Linked DNA regions of Gossypium hirsutum: all the other regions are linked to region 2. Evidence: chromatin contacts called from public Hi-C data. All regions are on one chromosome and are shown on one strand. Each heading gives the region's core, a stretch centred on a gene start, on an enhancer-like site or on the middle of the called end of the contact. The rest is flanking DNA. Distances are from core to core; before and after follow the strand shown.

What was found. Hi-C and Micro-C count contacts between places; a contact is called where the count stands out from the background.
Region 1: a Hi-C map of leaf shows a contact between it and region 2, with 3 times the contacts expected there. The contact joins the promoter of LOC107897329 here to the promoter of LOC107888823 in region 2. A contact is called at or near these places in 10 of 34 Hi-C or Micro-C datasets (callus, hypocotyl, leaf and 1 more).
Region 3: a Hi-C map of leaf shows a contact between it and region 2, with 2.4 times the contacts expected there. The contact joins the enhancer-like site here to the promoter of LOC107888823 in region 2. A contact is called at or near these places in 2 of 34 Hi-C or Micro-C datasets (both in leaf).

What each region holds. Positions count from the first base shown.
Region 1 is chrA10:10,008,031-10,012,082 of Gossypium_hirsutum_v2.1, reverse strand. LOC107897329 (glutathione S-transferase zeta class) reads right to left here and starts at 1,315. Exons shown (of 10, transcript XM_016822762.2): 1 at 1,190-1,315; 2 at 1,029-1,113; 3 at 882-938; 4 at 695-780; 5 at 526-597; 6 at 344-397; 7 at 140-215; 8 at 1-20. The coding sequence starts at 1,192.
Region 2 is chrA10:9,336,098-9,340,404 of Gossypium_hirsutum_v2.1, reverse strand. LOC107888823 (ultraviolet-B receptor UVR8) reads left to right here and starts at 1,407. Exons shown (of 12, transcript XM_041079402.1): 1 at 1,407-1,956; 2 at 3,424-3,610. The coding sequence starts at 1,857.
Region 3 is chrA10:10,245,816-10,249,877 of Gossypium_hirsutum_v2.1, reverse strand. No RefSeq gene overlaps it. Among protein-coding and RNA genes, the nearest start is that of LOC121208934, 12 kb to the left of the region's middle. Within about 2 kb of position 1,792, at least 3 of the 9 cell types and tissues checked have an H3K27ac peak or open chromatin away from gene starts, as enhancers often do. A contact at or near this core is called in leaf, where this site is marked.

The DNA of each region.
Region 1 (4,052 bases), core at 66-2,565, 670 kb before region 2:
TTTTAACAGCTTCCCAAGCGCTGAAACAGAGAAGCATTAATCAAATCGATATGCTAGATCTATTAGAGGAAACAATAATCCTGATGGCATTTAATCTTAGGAGGATGGTTATTTGGATGATGCCTTACTCATCACTTACCTTCAAAGCCTTTCTCAATATGAAATTTTGTCCAAGGAATTTTCTCATCTGGACTTACTTTTTCCTCAATGTACTTCTGAAAAGGGAAAAGCAGCAAATCAAACGCAATTCCTATACAGATATCAATAATACCAAAAAAGAATATCTGCGGCTTTCAGAAACGAAATGAATGCTTAAAAGAGGGAAATTCAGTCCGAGACAAACCAGTACAGCTAGATTCTGAAGAGGCTGAATGCTAGAGGAAACAATATTTGCAGCCTATAGAATGATGTGAGTACTCATTAGTGTAGCAAAACTTAGTAAAACATGATTAATTAATCATACAAAGTTAAGTTGGACAAGGAAAAAAAGGGTAAAGGAGTGATTCAAAGAAGGAAAGCAGAGACCTGGAAATTGAGTGCCTTCTTTGCAAGATCAGATGGTAATAAAGGGTGTTGAGGGTATTTCTCCTCCAGATACTGTTAGATCAAAATTCTGATTTATTAAAAACAAACAATTCAAGCTAAATAATGAATAGAATAAATGAAAAGAAAAGGGTGGAAACAGAAAAACGACCATGAAAATCGCAAAAGAGTCTGAAATGATCATGTCACCGTCCACCAGCACCGGTACATACCCAATAGGGTTCAGCTTTTGGAATTCTACCCATTTTCCAAGTTTCCACAATGTTTTAATTACAATAATTAATGGATTAGAAACAATTTAGTGAATCGAGCAAAGAGAAGAAAATAAAAATTCTGACCAGGACTGAATTGCTCCCCCTTAAGCAAGTTCACGGGTATGTACTGGTATTCCAGACCTGCAAAACGAAAAGAACCCAGTAACTAAAAGTTGTTAGTAATAGACTAAAATGGAGAAAAAAAGCCCTAAGAAAGAAAAGGAAACCTACCTTTGAGGTTAAGGGCAATTCTGATACGGAAGGAGCAGGAGCTCTTCCAGTAAGAATAGAGCTTGAGTTTGTTCTCCCCCTCTGCCTGTGTATGTACCAATTTTACTGTTAAATCATTACTATCATACCAATGTAACAAAGATAATTAGAGAAGATTGTACCATATCTGCAGCGACTACCGATTTCAATAGACAGCACTCAGTATCTTGTTTTTCTTTCTCTAGGATATAAGGACGGTTAACTGCTAAACTCTACCACGGCTCTATATTTGTACCAGATTCTAAGAACATGTGTGGTAAATTTTGGATAGGACTAATTTAAACGGTAAACTACCCAATTGGGTCACCAGACTTTTAGTATTCTTTCATTTTGGTCACTAAAATAATAGTATTGCAATTTCCTCACCAATTTTTAGGTTGCTTTTATTTTAGTCAACGAAGCGTTAAATTTTTAATGGCGGATAACTGTATACGCCAAATCATGTTTGTACTTTTATTTTGGTCACCGAAAAGGATATTTTATGTTTAAGTATTAGTCCAGCTAAAAAGACATTAAGGATTAAACTAACCATGTAAGCTAATTTACTGACCACGTCACCTGTCTCGTTAGGCCTGTAACGGGAAATGTTAATGAGCGATTGATTTGTCACTTTTCGATAACGTTAGTGGCTAATTTATTATTTTTTGAAAGTTGAGTGAACTGAATTGAAACTTTGCCTCATCCAACGTGACAAGTTAACTGGCCACGTCACCTAGCCCATTAGGTCTATAATGGAAAATGTTAATAGGTGACTGATTTGTCACTTTTTAATAATGTTAGTAATTTTTTTTTATTTTTCGAAAGTTAAGTGACTGAATAGAAATCAGAGTGACTGTTGGTGTAATTTACCCATTAAATTAACGCATTAGAAATGGTTAAATTGTACTTGTTTATCTCATTGAAGAAAATTCTATTTTTTTCAATATTGAAAATTTAAATTTCAAAACATCTAAACCAATTAAATAAGTTGTTAAAAAAATTATACAATGATAATATCAACTTATTTGTTACTATAATATTGAAAATAATTAAATTAATCTCTTTCTAAATTTTAAAAGGCATAATGATTTTTTTGGCCCTCAAACTTTACAAAAAAATTATTTTAGCCCTCAATTTATTTTTCTGCCTCTTTTAGCTCTTGAACTTGTATTTTTTTGTCAAATCACCCCAAAATAAATGAAAAAGCTAACATTTGTTTAACTTTGCTGACGTGGCATACAGGTGAATTGCCGCGTGAATGACATGTCAAAATTTAAAACATATTTAAAAATATATTTTATATTTTTAATGGTTTTTTATTTTTAAAATTTTAAAAAATTAATTAAATGCTAATGTGTCATCCACATGGCAATCCATGTGTATGGCACATCAACAAAGTTAAAAAATATTTATTTTTCCATTCATTTTAGGGTGATTTGATAAAAAAAATACAAGTTCAATGGCTAAAGGACGAGACAAATAAATGAGAGCTAAAATGACTTTTTTATAAAGTTAGAGGACTAAATAAATCATTATGTCATTTTTAAATTTTATTTTATGTTTTAAGATCTTAATAGAATCAACTCAATTAACCCATATTTAATAATTTGTTATGAAACTTAAATTTCTTTTGATTATATGATATTGAATCTTCCATGATAAGTTAAAAACAAAGAAAAAAATCATTGGAATTAATTTAATTAATTGCTTGCTCTTCATTTGGGTAAAGAAATAATGAAAAGAATTCTAAGTTTTGTTTGGGATGGAAGATAAAATTAATTAGTTTAACTAATTGTAAAGATTTTGCTTTGATTTTAGCTTAACATAAAAAATTCAAGATCATATTATAAAAAAAATGGGTTGCATAAGCAATTGTTAACGTGAGTTATTTGAGTTTAACTATTTATTAATGCATTATTTTAGTTTCTACCACTTTTTCACGATAACCTTTCGTATTCAATACTTAAAAAATGATTATTTTTACTGATCAAGATGAAAGCGACTTAAAAGTTAGGTAACTAAAATGAATGAATAAACATGATCCTGTGTAAAGCTAAGCGTCTTACTATAATAAAAATATTTTAAAAATTAAATGATGAAATTTTAAGAATTTTATTTTGGATAACCAAAATTAAACCGTTGATAAAAAGTAAGAAAGAAAACTCAATCTATTGAACCCAATTTTATTGAAAATCCAAAATGTGTAAGCCATGATGAAGTCAAATGAACATTACAAACTTATCCGGTATCCATTACTACCATTTATTAAACTTAAAAACATGGAAAGAAGAAAACAAAAAGAGGAAAAAATTGGAAATGAAGTCACTTTCATTACGATAACACCACGAAGCTTTTGTTATTTATATTAAAAATTTCTATGAATTTTTGGATATGTCTTTGATTTTGTTTAAGTCGGCACAAATCTGATTTTGTTTAAGTCGGCACAAATCTGAAAAGGTTAGAGATGTGGATCCCTAAAATATATTTTTTCGAGATTTATTTTTTTAGTGAATTATAATAATAGGATAAAGTTTAAATAATTAATAAGATTAATATAATTTAAATTTAATTTAGGATGATGAATATTCTTGATCATCATGTCATCATATAGAGTTTAAATAATACAATTTTTTACATCATATTTTTATTTTTATTTTCAATAAAAGTAATATATCTAGGAGTGATTTTATCTTTTATCTCTGTTTTATTAAATATATTTTTTTAATTTCATGTTATGATTCAAATTTTAGATTTAAATTTTATTTATTATGTAAATGATAAGAATAAATTTTAGATTTAAATTTTATTTATTATGTAAATGATAAGAATGAGATGCATATATTATAAATAAAGCACTTGAAATTCAATATGGTATGTATTAGAAAAGAATAAAAATATGATTTGTTAAATTAAAAAAATTAAAACTTAAAAATTCATTAATGATACATTTTTAAATAATTTACTTAAAATCTTAAAGAAATTGATAAGGACGAGGATGTTAGGAAA
Region 2 (4,307 bases), core at 158-2,657:
CTACTTGTTCTTTTATTTAAGCCATCCGAATTTCTTTCCTGGTAGAATTTTAATATAAAATCATCAATTAGAATAAATTAATAAAGAATTAATTGATTTGAACATGTAAAATATGCATAATAAACATGCTATCACTGGCGATATTCCTTTGACAGATAGCTTGAGAATGTACCTGGAGGTTCCAATTATTCGCATAAAGGTTACACTGTTCATTTGTTAGATTAGGTGATGAGATAGCTTAGTGATCGGAAGGGCAAGGTTTTGTCTCCTGCAGGTAGAAGATGTTAGAAAAATATGGACATCGCATATATAATAATAGTAATTACATCTTATTATTTACTATCATAATAGATTAGCCTAAATTAAAAGTGATCTAATTTAGTTAAGACTTATTGGGTTTTATTTATTAAATAGAGTCTGAGCTAAATCTGTGTAGATCTTTTAGTAACTAATTTCTAATTGATGATGGGCTGATTAGAAATTAGGGTTAAGATTAATGTGTTATAGTTATATATTAGGGCTATAGTCCCCAAATTATACCTAAGGTAACTTTTCTAATATCTTATCTTTAGAAAAGAGAGAGACACATTTTCTAGATTTCTTGTGTGCTAATTTAGAAGATTAAAACTCCATAATGAGTAGATTTCAAGAAATCAATTAATTCAAGTACGCTTCCGTATTTAATTTTATTTTTGACGATTTGATATGATAAATACTTATTTACAATTTTAAATTTATATCAAATTTTATTTTATGGTTACAACAGGAAAGTGTTAATATAGTAAATTACTTGTGCTATTCAACTTTATTCCCTGCAATCCACTTTACTTCCAGCCTTTGTTTGATGGTCTTAACAGTAATGTTTTTTTAAGGTAAGACTATGGAATACTCGAATAATCATTTGATGAGCTGGGATCAATGTTAAAAGGACCAAAGTGGGTCGAAAGGAATACGGATGGTCTGGTTAAATCGAAATCCAGTAGTGCCTCAATAAGGGGATTAATACGGGATGAAAATAGGAAAGATAGCTAGCTAGAGCTACGGGGTATTCGCAAAGGTTTAAAGTTAGCTAAACATTTAGCTATTAAACAAGATGGATGCCATGACAATAGTATGGTTATTTAATAAGCCATATGATAGAGTTCATCAGTTTAGTAATTTGGTGCAGGGTTGCTGGAACTTAATTACTGATGGATGGGTGACTATCCTATCCACCAGCAAGCCTCAAATAAATTTTCTTATTTCTCATTTATGTACAAAAAAATAATAATATTTTTACTCCTGACACCAAAATCATATAAATTCTAACTCAAATGCATTAAAAAAGTCTTAAGTAAAATAATATAATTTCTATCTCAAGTATATTAAAAAATATCAAGTGAGTCAACTTCGTAGGTAGGCAGGATATTCCAAGTGTGGGAGAGAGAGAGAGGAAGTCTAGTTTCTTCTTGTATATTCTTCATCTTCGTTGGCATAGTGTTATCATTGTCACAAGAGTCTCTGTTGTTGGTTTGGGCTCTTTTTTTTTTATTTTTTTTTAACTTCTTATAGTGCACATGTCCTTTCTCTGTCACTGTAAACAACCCTTGCCCTGGGTTATTTATGACTTTCCATCTCTATCTTCATTATTATATTTTTTTTCCTTTTTTTTATTTAACTAGTTATTCAAACTTTCAACTTTCAAACCCGTCATTTCACTCCCCATTTATTACTACTCTCTTTCATCTTCAAAAATCCTCTGAAAATATCTCCTGTTTCACTTTCTTCTTCATCAAGGCCACACAAAGATCTTCAAGAGATTTTAAAAAAATCCCACAAATTGTGTGGGTGGGTGGGGGGGGGGAAGATATATAGAAATGGCAGCAGAAGAGGATGTGCGTATGACTGAGGTCACTGGTCCATTTCGTCAGGTTCTTTTCATCTCGGCTGGTGCTAGCCACTCCATTGCTCTTCTATGTATTACTCCTTTCCTTTTGCCCCTCCTTTCTTTTTAATTGATTTCCAAGTACTTTTTTTTTTTAGTTTTTGTTGCTGATCCTTTTTTCTTTCTTCTCTGGGACTACTGAATTGGTCAAATTTGATAGGAATTACCCTCTTCTTGCACACTTCTGCTTACTTAATTTACTGAAATTAGAAATCTCGCGTAAACAGGCCACTCAGATCCTTTGTTACTAGCAAAAACTTCAATATACCTGGGAAATTATGTCATTTCGCATCATTTTAATGCTTTCGATCAATCAAAGTTCACAGATTTCCTATAAATATTTCATTTTGGATGAAACTTTTGGGATCCTTTTCTATCTCGTAAACGCTTTCTTATGTTTGCTTCTTCATACCATGACCAGATTTAGCTCTCCCTGTTAGCATCCCATGTTGTATTTTGGTATGTAATTACATGCATATGATGCTATATTTTTCAAATGACATCGATTTTCGTATTGACGTTTTTCAACCTGGTGGGAGTTGTCTTGTCTTATCTCTTGACTTTTAGGCCAATTTTGACATCAGCTATGACATGATTTCCACTGTTAAACTTTGGAAAATATCAGTAGTTGATTCCACGCTTGATTTTTCCCATGTAAACAATTGCATTAATCCTAGGAATCACCGTATTTTACTATATGATATAGTAATAAATTAATTTGAATCGATAATTTTTAATTACTTAGGGTAAAGAGGAGGAAATTCTTTTTTCTTACAAGAGTTTTTTCTCCTAAGTTTAAATTTATATTGATTATTTCTTATTTTATGTATAACTATTGAAATATATACATAGTAAATAAATTATGGTAGTTGAAGTGTCTTTTGCGTGCAGGAACAGTGTCATATCCTAAAACTTATATATTGAAAAAAATAGAGTTGAAGCAATGTAGGCGTACGGCTTGTCAACTGTTCAAAAACAGGAGAAATGAAACCTTTCAGTGGCTCTTAAGTTATTTACAGCATGTTTTTTATGTGAACAAACAGATCCATTACTTTCCTTTTGCATATGCCATAGAGAAAAGCTCTTATATTCTTGTTCTTAGCCTATATTATTGGGTGAGTGTCAAATACCATATGTCTAACCCAGATGTGTTCAAACTTTTTCCACTCTTGTATCCAAATAAGTGTCAGACACGTGTTGGATGCAAGGACTTAAAGTAAAACAAGGAATCAGAGAAATGTAGGCTGTTAGTTCTTATGGCTAAGGCCTGTACTATGCTCATGGATATGGATATTGTATGCCTAGTCTTAGTAACACATGTGCATGGCAACAGCAATGTTATTGTTGTACTAGGGTGCTGAAGATCCAGTTGAGAGCTTAAGTCATAAATACTATTGTCTTTATAAGTGCATCTCAAAGTCAAGATTCTGATATTAGTCATGTTGGTTTAAGTTCATAAACCTACTTGAGCGTATATCCTTGTTTTTGATCATTAACAGCTGGAAATATTGTTTGCTCATGGGGACGAGGAGAGGACGGGCAGTTAGGCCATGGCGATGCGGAAGATCGACTTTCGCCAACACGATTGAGTGCATTGGATGGACTTGATATAATATCTGTTACATGTGGAGCCGATCATACAACTGCATATTCACTGTCTCGCACTGAAGTGTATAGTTGGGGATGGTACGTTCTCTTTTCTTCGGTCTCTCAGGCTTACTTGTGCCTTTAGTTATTTAAGAAATCATAATATTTTTTTTAGTTAATTTTATTTCTTTTTAACACACTTCAGCAATTTTTCTATAGTTACACAAATATTATACCACTTTCCCTCTGTCTTATCCAAATCATCACGAATTTTTTTTAAAAATAATTCACCCCTCAAAATTGAAAATACACATTTAGAGAAGTAGATCCATTAGAAACAATCAAATTATACTAAATGAACTTAATAAAATAAGAAAGAGTAGTACATAACCGACTATAAAATGTCAACATCCTAAATATGTTCTATAAGAACCTGAAAATTACTCAAAACAATCTAGACTCGAAATAACATGAAATTGAAGCTAAAAGAACTCGACTTGAATGCTTAAAATCCATACCTAATTTGAATTTATTATAAGAAGTTAATTTTTTTTAAATCCAAATTTAAAAGGATTAAAACTTGAAATAATCTAAATTCAAAATAATTTAAATCCTAATAAACTTAATTCAAAATTATCAATTTAATAAGAGATAACTCTATTAAAAAATAATCCAAGATAACCTAAACTAATATTAAATACATATATTTTTTATAAAGTGTTAATTTAATAGAATAAATAACATGAGATGATATTATATTATATTATTTTTAGGGTAAAATATCAAATAGTCACTT
Region 3 (4,062 bases), core at 543-3,042, 910 kb before region 2:
ATTTATTAGATGATTACGTAATAAATGAAAATATATTTTTAATACTTTTTAAACAGATCTTTATTTTAAAATCTATAAAATATTAATAGAAAAATAAACATATTCATTAAAATATTAATGTTTACGACTTGCCATTGTTGCTCACCCAGTTCATCAACTGATCTTACCTGCTGATTACGTAAACTAGGATACACACTTAGGGTCAAGCTGGATGTTTCATGGGATTGAAAAGCGGATTGTCAACATTAATTATAACTAATTAACTTTTAAGATCAGTTTGAGTAACAAAAACAAGTCATAAATCACAATTAAAAGCTGATTTCACTGTTCACAATGTTAATAAAAAAATTAAATATAAATATTTATATATTTTTATAATTAAATTTAATATTTTTTAATTATTTAAATCAAATTTGGACCAGATGGATTTGAGTTAAAGTAGAAATAGTATTGTGTAAACTTAGCCTAAATCAGGTCAAGCCTACCTAATCTACCCATAAACAACTCTAACTGAAATGGATTGAGAAAAAAATATATTTATTTTAGATTTTATCTTTTTATCATTCTAAATCTTTTATGTTAAATGGATTTTGTTCAAACAAAATGTTTGGATTTAAAAATGTAAATCCAAACCCTTTTTCTCCTAAATTTTGGTTTTCAAATAAGACATTAGATAGAATATATAAAAGTATAATCAAACCTCAAAATTTTATCTAAATCTAGTTTAATTAATTTTTTCACTCAAATTTTTTGATGAGAACAAACAAAGTTATTACAAAAGTATAATCAAATTTAAAGGAATCCCTAAGTGAAGATCTTCACTTCTATCAAAGGTCAGTTTTACAATATAATCAACTTTTAAATTCTCGAGAGATATATCAATTTCGATTGATAGTTGGATTTATACTACTCATTGAACAATTAAACCTAATAAGTTTTTGTTTAAATGGTTGAATTGAATAACCTGATCTAATTTTAAAAATTACGCTATTCTTGTTTATACAAGTGCCACATGAAACTGACACATAGACTAGGAATGGGATAGATTCATGTTCATTTCAATTATATATGCATGCATTGGAAGAATATAAAGAAAAGTAGGATTTTGTAGTTTTGTGGGCAATAAAGATAAGGACCTAAAGATGTCAAGTTTAGTTGTGTCTGGACGTTGGTACAAGGGCTTACCATTTTTTTTATGAAAAGTAATAAATCTTTATTACTCAAAAAGGTCAACCAGAGCAATACAACAAGGGCTAACAAATTGGGCATAGATCAAAACATAATTTCGGGAAATCAAATTCATTCTAAAGAGTTTTGGATAATTAATCAAAGAAGCAAGATTTACTAAATAATTCCCATCACAAACATTTTTGAAAAAAAAGATATGAAAAAACCTACAAAATCATATTCGTTTCCTCTTCCGAATAATTAAAAAAAACCACTAAGTGTTAAAAATAAATATTAAATTTAAATTATAAAATATATTACTTTAAAACAAACAAATTTTTAAATGATGATAGTTTTTTTTCTCCAACCTCACAAATTAGGAAAAGACAAGGAACAAATAAAGCTAAAAGTCATATATAGATATTCCTTGAGGTTAGAAATAATGAGAAGAAGATTGTACCAAAAAAGATAGAAAAAGAAAACGTCATTGTTTAGTGTTGGCAGAATTAGACAAGAGCCACATGTTTAGGGATTATATGTGAAACAGACACATAGATAGGCTCTTATTAATTTGAATATGCACAGGAGGAATATAAAAAAAGTAGGTTTTTGTAGTTTTGTGGGTAATAAAGACAAGGAATTAAATACTTAAAGTTGCGTTGTGTCTGGACGTCGGTTTTAAGGGCTTACAACATTGGTTGGACGGCTCAAATGCAAGCCTTGACAGTCACAGAGTCCTGTATAGGTCGGTGACTGGCTGCACCCCCCCCCCCCAAAAAAAAAAATATTATGGGTCCCTCTCAAAACATCACTCGTCTCTCTTTGGAACTGTTGCATTTAATTTCGTGATTTTAACACTCACTTTTTGTTTTATACATACCATACCATAATTGTATATAAAGGAATCTTTTTTTACACTGTTTTAGATATCTAAGACACCCAAACTGGGATGATGAGGAAATAAGAGACCACGCTTTGTGGTTGAAGATTTTTAGCTAAGAACAAAATTGCAATAATTTGCAGTGAAAGTGGCAAACAAGTGGGTTGACAACCGCCAAATTGGTCCAGGCCACTAGTTTTATTGGACAAACGTCCCTCAAAAAGAAAAGAAAAAGATATCACTTTGCATGGATCAATCTACTTAAGTGGCCCCTCTTTATGTCCTCAATAATCATATTCTACATATTTATTTATTATTTGGTCATGATTATGTGGATATTTTTAGAATGACTGTTGTATATAATATTTTCAAATAAAATGGTATAAAATTTTGTTTTTATATATTTATAAAGAAACCGTAATTATATATTATAAATACACATTTAGAACAAATTATATAAAGAAAAAAAATTGATAATTAAAAGAAAATTCAAGGTATGAGTGGTGAGATCCAGTGGGTTTAAACTTTTCCATCTCAAATACAAAGGTGTGTTGTTCCGGTTGGAAAAGTGATTTCCATTCGATGTGTTGTTTTGGTTGCTTTAAAATTTTAAAGTCGTGTTCATTTGTAGAGGAATTTAAGTAACTAGTAGTGATACATAAATGCTTTAATTAGAGTTGGATTATTCAATTTTTATTCTAAACAAGTGAAAATTTTCTTTTAAAGCATTCTATGATTCATTTTTATATAAAACAATTTTAAAGTGCAATATACACTTGCTATTCCTGAGATAAAAGGTATTGTATTTTAAAAATAGGGTTTCATGGTATTTTGCATAATTGAAAGAAAATAACTATTTTCAAATCTAACAAATACCGTACAAGCTAAGAATAGTTATTCCATGGATGTCGAAAGCACAAAAGCACAAGCAATCTATGCTAAGAGGTTTGATGATTCAATGGACTTCATTACAAAATTGGAGTTATGAGTTGCTATTGAGAAGAGGTATAAGAATGAGGATGTTGGACATTCCTTGCGAACAGGTATCTGGACTTTAAAACCTAAAAGTGGCGTTCATTTGTAAAGGCACTTAACCACGACTTGGTGCATTATAAATAGATGCTTGAATAATCAAAGTTAGATTATTCAATTTTCATTCCAATTAATTTCTAGTGGAAAATTCTTTTTCAAGTATTTTATAGAATTTTTTGGCCTGTATTAGCTGCTTAATTTGTGAGAAACAAAATATGAACAGGAGTGACAGTGGAAGTGGCCACTTTTGTAATAACTGCAACAACCATAATGAAAATAGGGGGCAACAAAGTTGTTTACGCAATTTGATTTTCCTATGTTTGTAGAACCTAGCTTAGTGAGATGACCAGTATATCTTAAACAAATACATCTAGTAATCCTAGTTCTAACACACCCCAATGAAGAATTTTCACTCTTGTATCTAAAAAATTAGACCTCTCACCTCTAAAATTTCTCATTTAGAACTTAGCTTGTAAAACCAAACACACAAATGTTTTATAATAAAAAATGCACTCCAACAAGAAATGTTCCTTACTGAATAGATAGGTGCTCTCAATACATAACACATCAACTTATACAAGTTTGCTCAGACTTGCTAACATATTGAAGATCAATCACAATTCCTTCTAAACAACAACTAAAATAGCTAAATAAAATACAACATTAATGACCAAAGTATAATGGATTGGTGACAGAGATAAGTCTTCAAGTTTTGATCTAATCCAACTTCCTTGATCCAAGGGATTTGATATAAATGATCTGATTCGATCCAATCCTTAGGAAATGTTACTCCAAGGGAATTGATCTCCGTTGATGGGCTTGAATCATTCCATGATATTAGTATAGCAGGATTTGATTCAATGAATTGTCAATCTTCCAAATATGACAAGTTGTTTTGTCGTGGTGGTGTTAGAAGTTAGCACTTTCGTTAGCACATTGCAGCAACTTCAAAATATGTCAACAATATCTCCAATTAACAATTT